Regions from separate parts of the Mus musculus genome. Here all the other regions are linked to region 1. The links are chromatin contacts, called in public Hi-C maps. All regions are on one chromosome and are shown on one strand. Each heading gives the region's core, a stretch centred on a gene start, on an enhancer-like site or on the middle of the called end of the contact. The rest is flanking DNA. Distances are from core to core; before and after follow the strand shown. Region 1 has its middle 170 kb from the start of Gm41331. Region 2 has its middle 62 kb from the start of 4933412E24Rik. Region 3 has its middle 9.1 kb from the start of Gm23835.

The links. A called contact is a pair of places that touch in the nucleus more often than the background predicts.
Region 2: a Hi-C map of uterus shows a contact between it and region 1, with 3 times the contacts expected there. The contact joins two enhancer-like sites. A contact is called at or near these places in 1 of 15 datasets of contacts at CTCF or cohesin (CD8 T cells) and 3 of 484 Hi-C or Micro-C datasets (cerebral cortex and uterus).
Region 3: a contact with region 1 is called in a Hi-C map of ventral hippocampal neurons, with 1.7 times the contacts expected there. The contact joins two enhancer-like sites. A contact is called at or near these places in 2 of 39 promoter capture datasets (hippocampal neurons and neural stem cells) and 1 of 484 Hi-C or Micro-C datasets (ventral hippocampal neurons).

The regions. Positions count from the first base shown.
Region 1 is chr15:60,309,199-60,311,898 of GRCm38.p6, forward strand. No RefSeq gene overlaps it. Among named protein-coding and RNA genes, the nearest start is that of Gm41331, 170 kb to the left of the region's middle. Within about 2 kb of position 1,438, at least 21 of the 459 cell types and tissues checked have an H3K27ac peak or open chromatin away from gene starts, as enhancers often do. A contact at or near this core is called in uterus and ventral hippocampal neurons, where this site is marked.
Region 2 is chr15:59,953,478-59,956,177 of GRCm38.p6, forward strand. No RefSeq gene overlaps it. Among named protein-coding and RNA genes, the nearest start is that of 4933412E24Rik, 62 kb to the right of the region's middle. Within about 2 kb of position 1,449, at least 23 of the 459 cell types and tissues checked have an H3K27ac peak or open chromatin away from gene starts, as enhancers often do. A contact at or near this core is called in uterus, where this site is marked.
Region 3 is chr15:60,693,670-60,696,369 of GRCm38.p6, forward strand. No RefSeq gene overlaps it. Among named protein-coding and RNA genes, the nearest start is that of Gm23835, 9.1 kb to the right of the region's middle. Within about 2 kb of position 1,267, at least 25 of the 459 cell types and tissues checked have an H3K27ac peak or open chromatin away from gene starts, as enhancers often do. A contact at or near this core is called in ventral hippocampal neurons, where this site is marked.

The DNA of each region.
Region 1 (2,700 bases), core at 188-2,687:
TCCTTCTTGTCTGCTGTGTGCCCATGTTACCATGGCAACAGTACTTAATTCCATCAGCACTGGTGTATGCTTTGGGTTTTCCTTTTCACACTCAGAACCCAAGTTCTCCCTGTACTCATGATGGCCATCCCAAGGAAGGATTCTTAGAAGTGCTTCCATCCTCCTCTAGTCTAGACCAATGTCTATCTGGCAGGGATTGCACATGCCAACTGATATGGAATGGGAGACGTCTATAGCTACTGGGAGAAAATGGGCAAAAGAGGTGGAAAGCCAGAAACGTGCCAACTAATAAAATTAACCATAGGGTTAAAAGGAAAACAAAAAGCAAAAAACTCCAAACAAAGCTGAATTCCACCTCTCCTTGGGTAGCCCAGTAGTACATTTCCAGTGTACTCTGCCAGGTATCTGTGTTCCCATTATACCTAGCACCTACACAAACTACAGACATTTTGTCATGTATTTCTGCTATACATGAGATCCTGAGTAGCTGTCAGTCTCAACATAGCAATGCTTGCATTTCATGTGGAACTTTTGGTTTCCTGTGTTAACACTTTAGTTTATTGCCACACTATTGCTTCTAAGGCCTCTCAGATGCACCCAGAATGCTATAATCTCTGTAGCCTAAGGGCCTGATGCACACAGTCATGCCAAACATGCTGAGGGATCAAGGTATGAATAATTGCTTGATTGATTCCAGAAAGGCTGTAGGAGGGCATTGAAATCAGAATCCACCTCCACCCAAGCAAGCCAACAAATGGCTCAGTGGTTGATTAGCAGACAAGGAAGAACAGAGTGATGTACTAGGTCCTCTAGGCTATAAAAATAGCATGTGAACGAAGAGAGGAGGCATGAAAAGGCACAGCGGGTTTTGGAGAGTCATTTCATAAGCCTGTGCCTAACATGTATGGGGGTGTAGGAGGGTGCATCTGGAAAAACAGATTGTGGCCAGATTGTGAAGGTCCTGGGTTGCCATCAATTCTCTTGGAAAACATCTGCTAACAGTGTGCTGGCCAAAGCTACTGCCACTTTTGCATATGTATGATAAAGCTCCATTTTTCATACAAGTTCGGAATGAGCTTGGTTTCCAAGGTATAGGTCCAGTGAGAAGATTCCTGGTTGTAGAGGTCATGGGGAGAAGAGAGGTTTTCAAATGTGTTGCTTCAGCACATTGCAAAAATGTTAGCAGAATATCTTCATGCTGTTACAAAGCTGGAGTGAGGTTTTTTGGTTTTTTTTTTTTTTTCATTCTCTGGGTTTTTCTATGTGCACGTTTCCTTGTTCACAGTTGCTGGGGCTGGCTCCATGGTACCCTAAGAAGTTTCAGAAGTTAGGGCTGAGAATTCAGGGAAGAGACCAAATTTGCCTGAGGCTGACTCACGTGAAAACTGAACTATGCAAACAAAGTTTAGTGCAATGGAGCAGCTGGAGTACAAATAGCTTCAGGCACTGGAACAATACAAGGCTGGAAGCGGTGCTGAGACACAGACATTATTTCTAAGTTAAAAGGGAGGGCAAGGGAGATGGAAAATGCCGTTTCAGAAATGCATCCAAGGAAATGTTGTCCTATTCTTCACACCGCTGTACAGGCTTCTGAATGCTGACGACTGATTTCCTTAGGCTAGCTTTAAAGCTGTCCGTAACTATCCTCGCCTTGCTTTGGTGGCTAATTAATTAAACCTTTGTCTGGTATCACCTCATCAGAAGCAGAGAAGGAGCAGAGGCTGGCAATCGGGATAAAGGAAGATTAAAAGCCATTTGAAAACTTGAAATGGTTTCAACTGAACATTGCAGAAGTGGATGAACTGGAATCGAGGGGTGTGGAAGGAATTAAGCATTCTAGTTAGCCTGCAAAAGAGATACACAATTCAGGTGTTTTATTGACCAGCCATAAGCCTATATTGGGCCATAGCTTTAGAACTATGCTAACGACTTCCCAGCTATAATGTCCCTTATTACCTGCTGTTTTTCTCGACCACGTGCTCATAGCCCATCTCCTCTCATGGTGGCCTCCTTCACCTCCATGTCTTTTCTTCTTCCTATCTCTACCTGCGACATCCAGTTAGGTAACTGAAAACCTGCTTGCCTCTATCTATTGCCCAATCACAGGCTTTACCCTTTTATTGGCCAGTTGACTTGGGAGCACGGTGACATAGCATCACTTGGTGTACTTGAGGATCCCCTTGTCCCTGATTATCTCCTCATCAAGGACAACCAGGTATCGGGGGCCGGTATTTAGCCTTGGAATGCCAGCAGCATCAGATCAGTCTCTTACGAAGGGGCACTCGAGTCCTGGATGCAGAGTATGTGGATTTGACTCACTGCAAACTGAAGGACAGGAGAATGACCAGACATCCTGGTTTGCCATGGGTCCAATTTTAAAATGGGAGCTCCAACTCCATCTGTATCTCTGGTTTCAGTCAAACCGGAATGTCTCTTAGGGAGATTTCACATAGCATGGCAGGTGAGGAGTGTCAAAGTTTGGAGAGAGTGGAAGAGATATCCCAAGAGATAGTGTGGACAAGTTAGGTTCACCCTAAGCTCAGGATGTTAGCATTTTGTCTAAGCTCTGCCCACAATTACCTAGCAGTATCCAGGTATGCTTGACTCATTATAAAAGGGGCTGCTTACCCACTCCTCTCTCTCTCTCTCTCTTGTTCTCTTGCTCTGTCCTCTCCTCCCTTCCCCCCCTCTCTCCACATG
Region 2 (2,700 bases), core at 199-2,698, 360 kb before region 1:
TTTTTGTGCAGATGCTTGAATATGAAGGAGAGACTGATACAGATTCAACATCTGGACTTCAGGTCCTTCCTGGCCAACTGTATCTGTGAGTCTATTTCCTTCCTCTCTCAAAAGATGTAAGCCTATTAGGTATTATTATTATCGATACAAATAATATATGGTATGCTTTCTTAGATAAAAATGCTTAACTTCTTAGAAGAAGTCTCTTGAACAGTCTAAAGCTAGCCTGGGGTCACGACCCTCAGGTTTGTCAAATGACCCTTACACAGGGATCATATATTAGATATCCTGTATACCAGGTACTTATCTTACAAGTCACAGCAGAAGCAAATTACAATTACACAGTAGCAATGAAAATAATTTTATGGAGGGACTGTATTTTATGTATCAAAGAGTCACAGGGTGAGGGAGTTTGAGAACCACTGTTCTCAATGATAAGTTGAAGCTGGATCTAGAAGTATTACGATTAGAAGTTTGCAGAAGCAATCAGATAGACTGGTCAACGACTCTTCAGTGACACAAGTGGAAAATCCTCCACTCACTCCCTGCTAAAGAAACACACAAGCTGTGAAGAAACATGCCTGTCTTATGTCTCTGCCAAAGGATCCCAAAGCCTTCTCTCTTATCTTCCAGTCAACGAACATCTGGCTCTCTTTTCCTATTCACTCCTCTGCTCCCAACCGAAGATGAGGTAGATCTAAATTTCCTCTGCTGATCCCTTTGCTGGGTGACTGTGCAAGAAAGGGCTTTCTCTTTGCAAAAACTGGCACCACACATTTATGTGCATTGGGTATCAAGCTGTTGTTCTGGACCACACTAATAATTATCTTATTTTTTTCAGGATGCCATAAAAATAAACCAGTAAGATAAATATGCTTTCTCTGGCCATATCCCAGGAACTCATGACTTGTAGGCTGAGTGGAGATACAGAACAGAAAGGCATCAGCCATCAAGACAACAGCTCCCTGGAGAAACACTGTAAAGGATGGGGTAACCCCTGCTCCCCCGAGTTGGAGTTTGGATTTTGAAAGGCAAAACAGGACACTCCATTCCAGTGCTTGGCTGCCAAAGCCTGGGACTGCTGCTGCCAAGTATCTTCCAAGCTTGGTGTGTGCTCCAGCTGGAGTTGAATGTTTCCATCTGTACAACTGCAGGTGGTTGTATAATTAGCCACATACATTTGTAGCACTGTCGAGTGAAGACCAGTAATGAACCCATCCTTGCTTTACATCTGTGGGGTGTTGCGATGGACTGGGAAGGGATCTGTTCTTAAAATAAGTAGATCAAAATACTCTCTTGTTCTAAATCTTCTCAGGTTATTATTATTCAGCACTTGCCACTGAAATCTGAATGACTGAAATGACAGTGAAAACCAAGCTTGATGTGTGTCTATGGTCTCTGCTTGAGATGTTGCTGCATTTTTCAGAAGTCTCCTGGAAGCCACTTGGGTTCTCTGGAGAAAACTGCACAGCAATAGATCCTGCTGTATTTCCCACCATTCTGCTTTGTGTTAAAGGGTTGGCATTGGCCTTGTAGGTAACTTATTTCTTACTCTTCTAGACCACAGGGATACACATTTTCCATCTGACACGTTTGCCAAGAATGGAAAATAACTTCAATGAGATATGACTCAGGTAGAAAATAATTAAGGGGGCTGAGGAAATGCCGCAGTGGGTAAAGTGCTTGCTGTGCCAGCCTAGGAACCTGCGTTTTAATTCCAAGAACCTATGAAAAATCAGTCGTGATGGCACATGCCTCTAACTCCAATGTTGTGGTGGCAGAGCCAGGGTCCTAAGAGCTCCTGACCAGTCAGTCTACTCAGAATAGTGAGCCACAGGCTTCGTGAGAGACCCTGCCTCAAAGAAAACACTCTGAACAAACAATTAAAAAAGACACTCCAACTTCAGCATCTGCTACTCCCATGCGCACACGTGTGCATATGTGTATATGATGCACAAACACAGAGACATTTAAAAAAGGCTAAAACTCTAAAAGTAAGATGATGCCATCAGGGAAGATTAACTAAAATTATATTTGACTCTAAAAGGAGGATTAATACTGTTAGGGAAGATAGGGTTTCAGTTAACTACAGGCAGGATTTTGGTATGTTTTTTCCCCCCTTTTCCTACAGCTACAGGTTTCTATAGCTCCATGCAGGAAAGAGAACTTAGACCCAGGGCCTTGATAATGAGGTAAGACATACGTTAGGGTCAGAGAAAAGACAATACATCTATCCACTTGCTGCTCGAGTTGCCTTCCAGTTTGTTCAGAGCAGGGTAAGGAAGCATGATGTTAGGCATGTCCTGAAAATGCCTGGGAAGATTGTTCTAATCGACCTGATACCTGTGACTTCTCCAGCCCAATTCTAGTGTTTTTTTTTTTAATAATTATATGGGAAATGTCTAAATGGGAAGATGCCTCCTAGAATGACTTTTGATCATCATTTCAAGTCAGATTCTAAAGGCTCTGACTGCTGCTTTCATCTAGTTTCCAGCCAATGGAAAGCTGGGTGAGTTCCCATTGGTAGTAAAAAGATCAGTGCTGGCTACCAGCTCACTGATTGGGATCCAAGCAGGCATCATATTTGAAATAAGACTTATTACAGTTTTCAACAAGGACAGAGTGACAATGCCATTGTGTTCTTTTACATTTGCTGAGGCATCTTTCTAATCATTCTTAGGACTGGACTTAAGGCCTTCT
Region 3 (2,700 bases), core at 17-2,516, 380 kb after region 1:
AGCCCTGCCCAATCCAGAAAGCAATTGAGGAAAGGTGGGAATCAGGTGAGAATCCTTTCCTTTGTGTCATCTCCTGGCAACATGTTTGGTCCTCAGCCCTTGGGGCACTGATCTTGGACACATTGTTTAGGACAAGACACTGAGAAGAACAGCACACGGTAGACAATTTGTGTCTCCCTTTGTGTTTTCTAGCCTGGTCTGGAAGCCAAACAATTAGGAACAAGGCTACAAGAACTTGACAAATGGCCAGCAGAGGGCGACTCTGGAAACAGGTGAATATGGATAGACAGGAGGATCCAGGCCTGGGCTGCTGCCCTAGCACACCAGCCCTCAAATGAACAACTCTGGAGGTGTCAGGGTTAGTCCAGCTGCTGCAGTGAGCGTCAGAACTTTGCATTCATCTCAGGAAATTGATCTGATGTGCAAAAGGTCCTTCACCGTGTTTATTCAGCTGCCCTTACCTGTCAACCCTCACCCCATCCTCTAGTCAAACAAATCAATCAGAAACATCAGTTGCTAGAGGAACACAAATACAGGCAGCACTGGGATTGGGCCTAGAGGGCTGAGTTCTTTTTCTGCTGCTCTGGGTTACAAACACATTCCAAAAATATAACTCTGCCCACACCATGGCAAAGCTGCCTTTGATAAAACACACAGTGTACGGTATACAATGTTGACACATAACAGATGGAACTTTGAATTTTTGAAATGTGCTCTCCGTAAAGGGGAACTAGACACGATACATTAAATTCTTGGTTAGAATGTAGACTCTTCCCTATATGACCAAAACAGTCAACACAGGAATCCTGTTTTTTCACTCTTTTATGTGTCCCCATGTCCTTCTGTGACTAATAGTCCCCAGAATTCACTTTTCTCACTGACCAAGTAAAACTGAGTTTATTGGTCATATGTATCTCCCATCTGGCTGAGAAACAGCGGTACAGGATGGTACGACGGTGTGAACATCCAAGACCTGCGGGCAATATGGTAGTGGGTTCAGCGATGGTGCAAAAGCTATTGATGGAAGCAAGTGGACAGTTTCCCTTAGCCTCCTTACATAAAGCTATAGGCTAAGTGAAAAAGGTGGGTGTGCTATAACAAGCAGGCTTTAAGACAAGCTCCAACTGACCACAGCCTGTAAACCCTTCCTAAGTGGATCACAAAAATGCTCCTTCTAAGCTCACCTGGAACTGCAGATAGGCATTTTTAAAGAGTTCAAATAAATTCAGGATGTTCTTGGGGGCGGAGATGTCCACCCCCACAGGCTTCTGTTTCCATGATGGCACCCGTGCTCTGCCAGATTGTACTCTACACTGAGAGCTGCAGGTTCAGCACTGCCATGATAACCCCAAATTGTGTTATTGGGTTGTAATAGATGTGACTGGCACTTGCTCAGTTTCATATTTAATCCATGCCAACACTTGACTTTCTTTTGTTCTGGAAGAAAAATATAAGGAAAGGTAGGGAGGAAAACGCTGTCAGGGAAGCAGGTCTTAGAATCACCTGGCCTTTGATTTCATCCAGAGAGCGTCTTCAGATTCTTGAATTGATAGCAGGTAAAGAGGACCTTGGAAGGAGGAAATGAATATTATCTTGACTGTCTCAATATCTTATCAAGGCCTTCCTATTCTAAAAGGCTTCTTGGAACAGGAAGACGTTGAAGGGGCTTTTCTGGCTCAAGAAAGCTAATGCATGTTGTGTTTTTGTGTCCATGTTAGCAAGTCCATTGGTTCCATCCTTGTTTGGTTCAGGCTGGTGAGACTTTACAGGTGTAACTTCTGACATTTCTAGAAGACACAGTCTCACAGAGAACTCCTTAATCCTCCATCTCTTAGAACCTCTGTCATCACTCCCAGTGATTCCTGGCCTTCAGGTACTGGAGCACTTGAAGATAAATGGAGCAGGGAGAACTAGACTCCACACCTCTGCAGTTTGATGAGTTGTAGTTTTCATAAATGGTCTCTGTCTGTTCCAAAAGGAAGATTTCTTTATTGGAGAGGACTACACTCATCTGTAGATATAAGGACAAATATTTAGAATGTAATTAGGGACTATGATGATATAGCAAAATGGTAGCTGCAGGTTCGCCTTCAAGATCGATGACTTCACTAGCTTTGGGTAGCTGGCATAATTTCCATTCCAGGCATAATGTATTAGGCAGACTTTAAGTACAATTAGATGTCTATTGTCTGACACCAAGGTATGTATGCCACCAGTATACCATTAGGGTTATTATGCCATGCTGGTCATTGTTGCCATTCACAGCATCACAGCTGGCCACATGAGTATTTGTGAGCTTGCTGCTTTGGAAGCTTGCACAGTGCCTTCTGGAACCAAGAAAGCTCCAAATATTCAATCCTAGAAACATATACAAACAAGGGACATTACACTGGTTCTATTTATGCATCTAGGATATGTATATGTGTATGAGTATATGTATATGGTGTGTATGTTTATATGTGTGTATGACAACAATTAAAGGAAAAGAGGCCATGAATTCGAAAGAGAGCAACAGGTGGTATTTGGAGGGAAGAAAGGGAGGATATTATGTAATTATAAAATAACTTCAAAAAAATTTAAAAAATGAAATTTAAGAAACGAACAAAAGGGTACTAGTGGTATATGCCTTTAATCCCAGCACTCAGGAGGCAGAGGCAGAGGCAGAGGCAGAGGCAGAGGCAGAGGCAGAGGCAGAGGCAG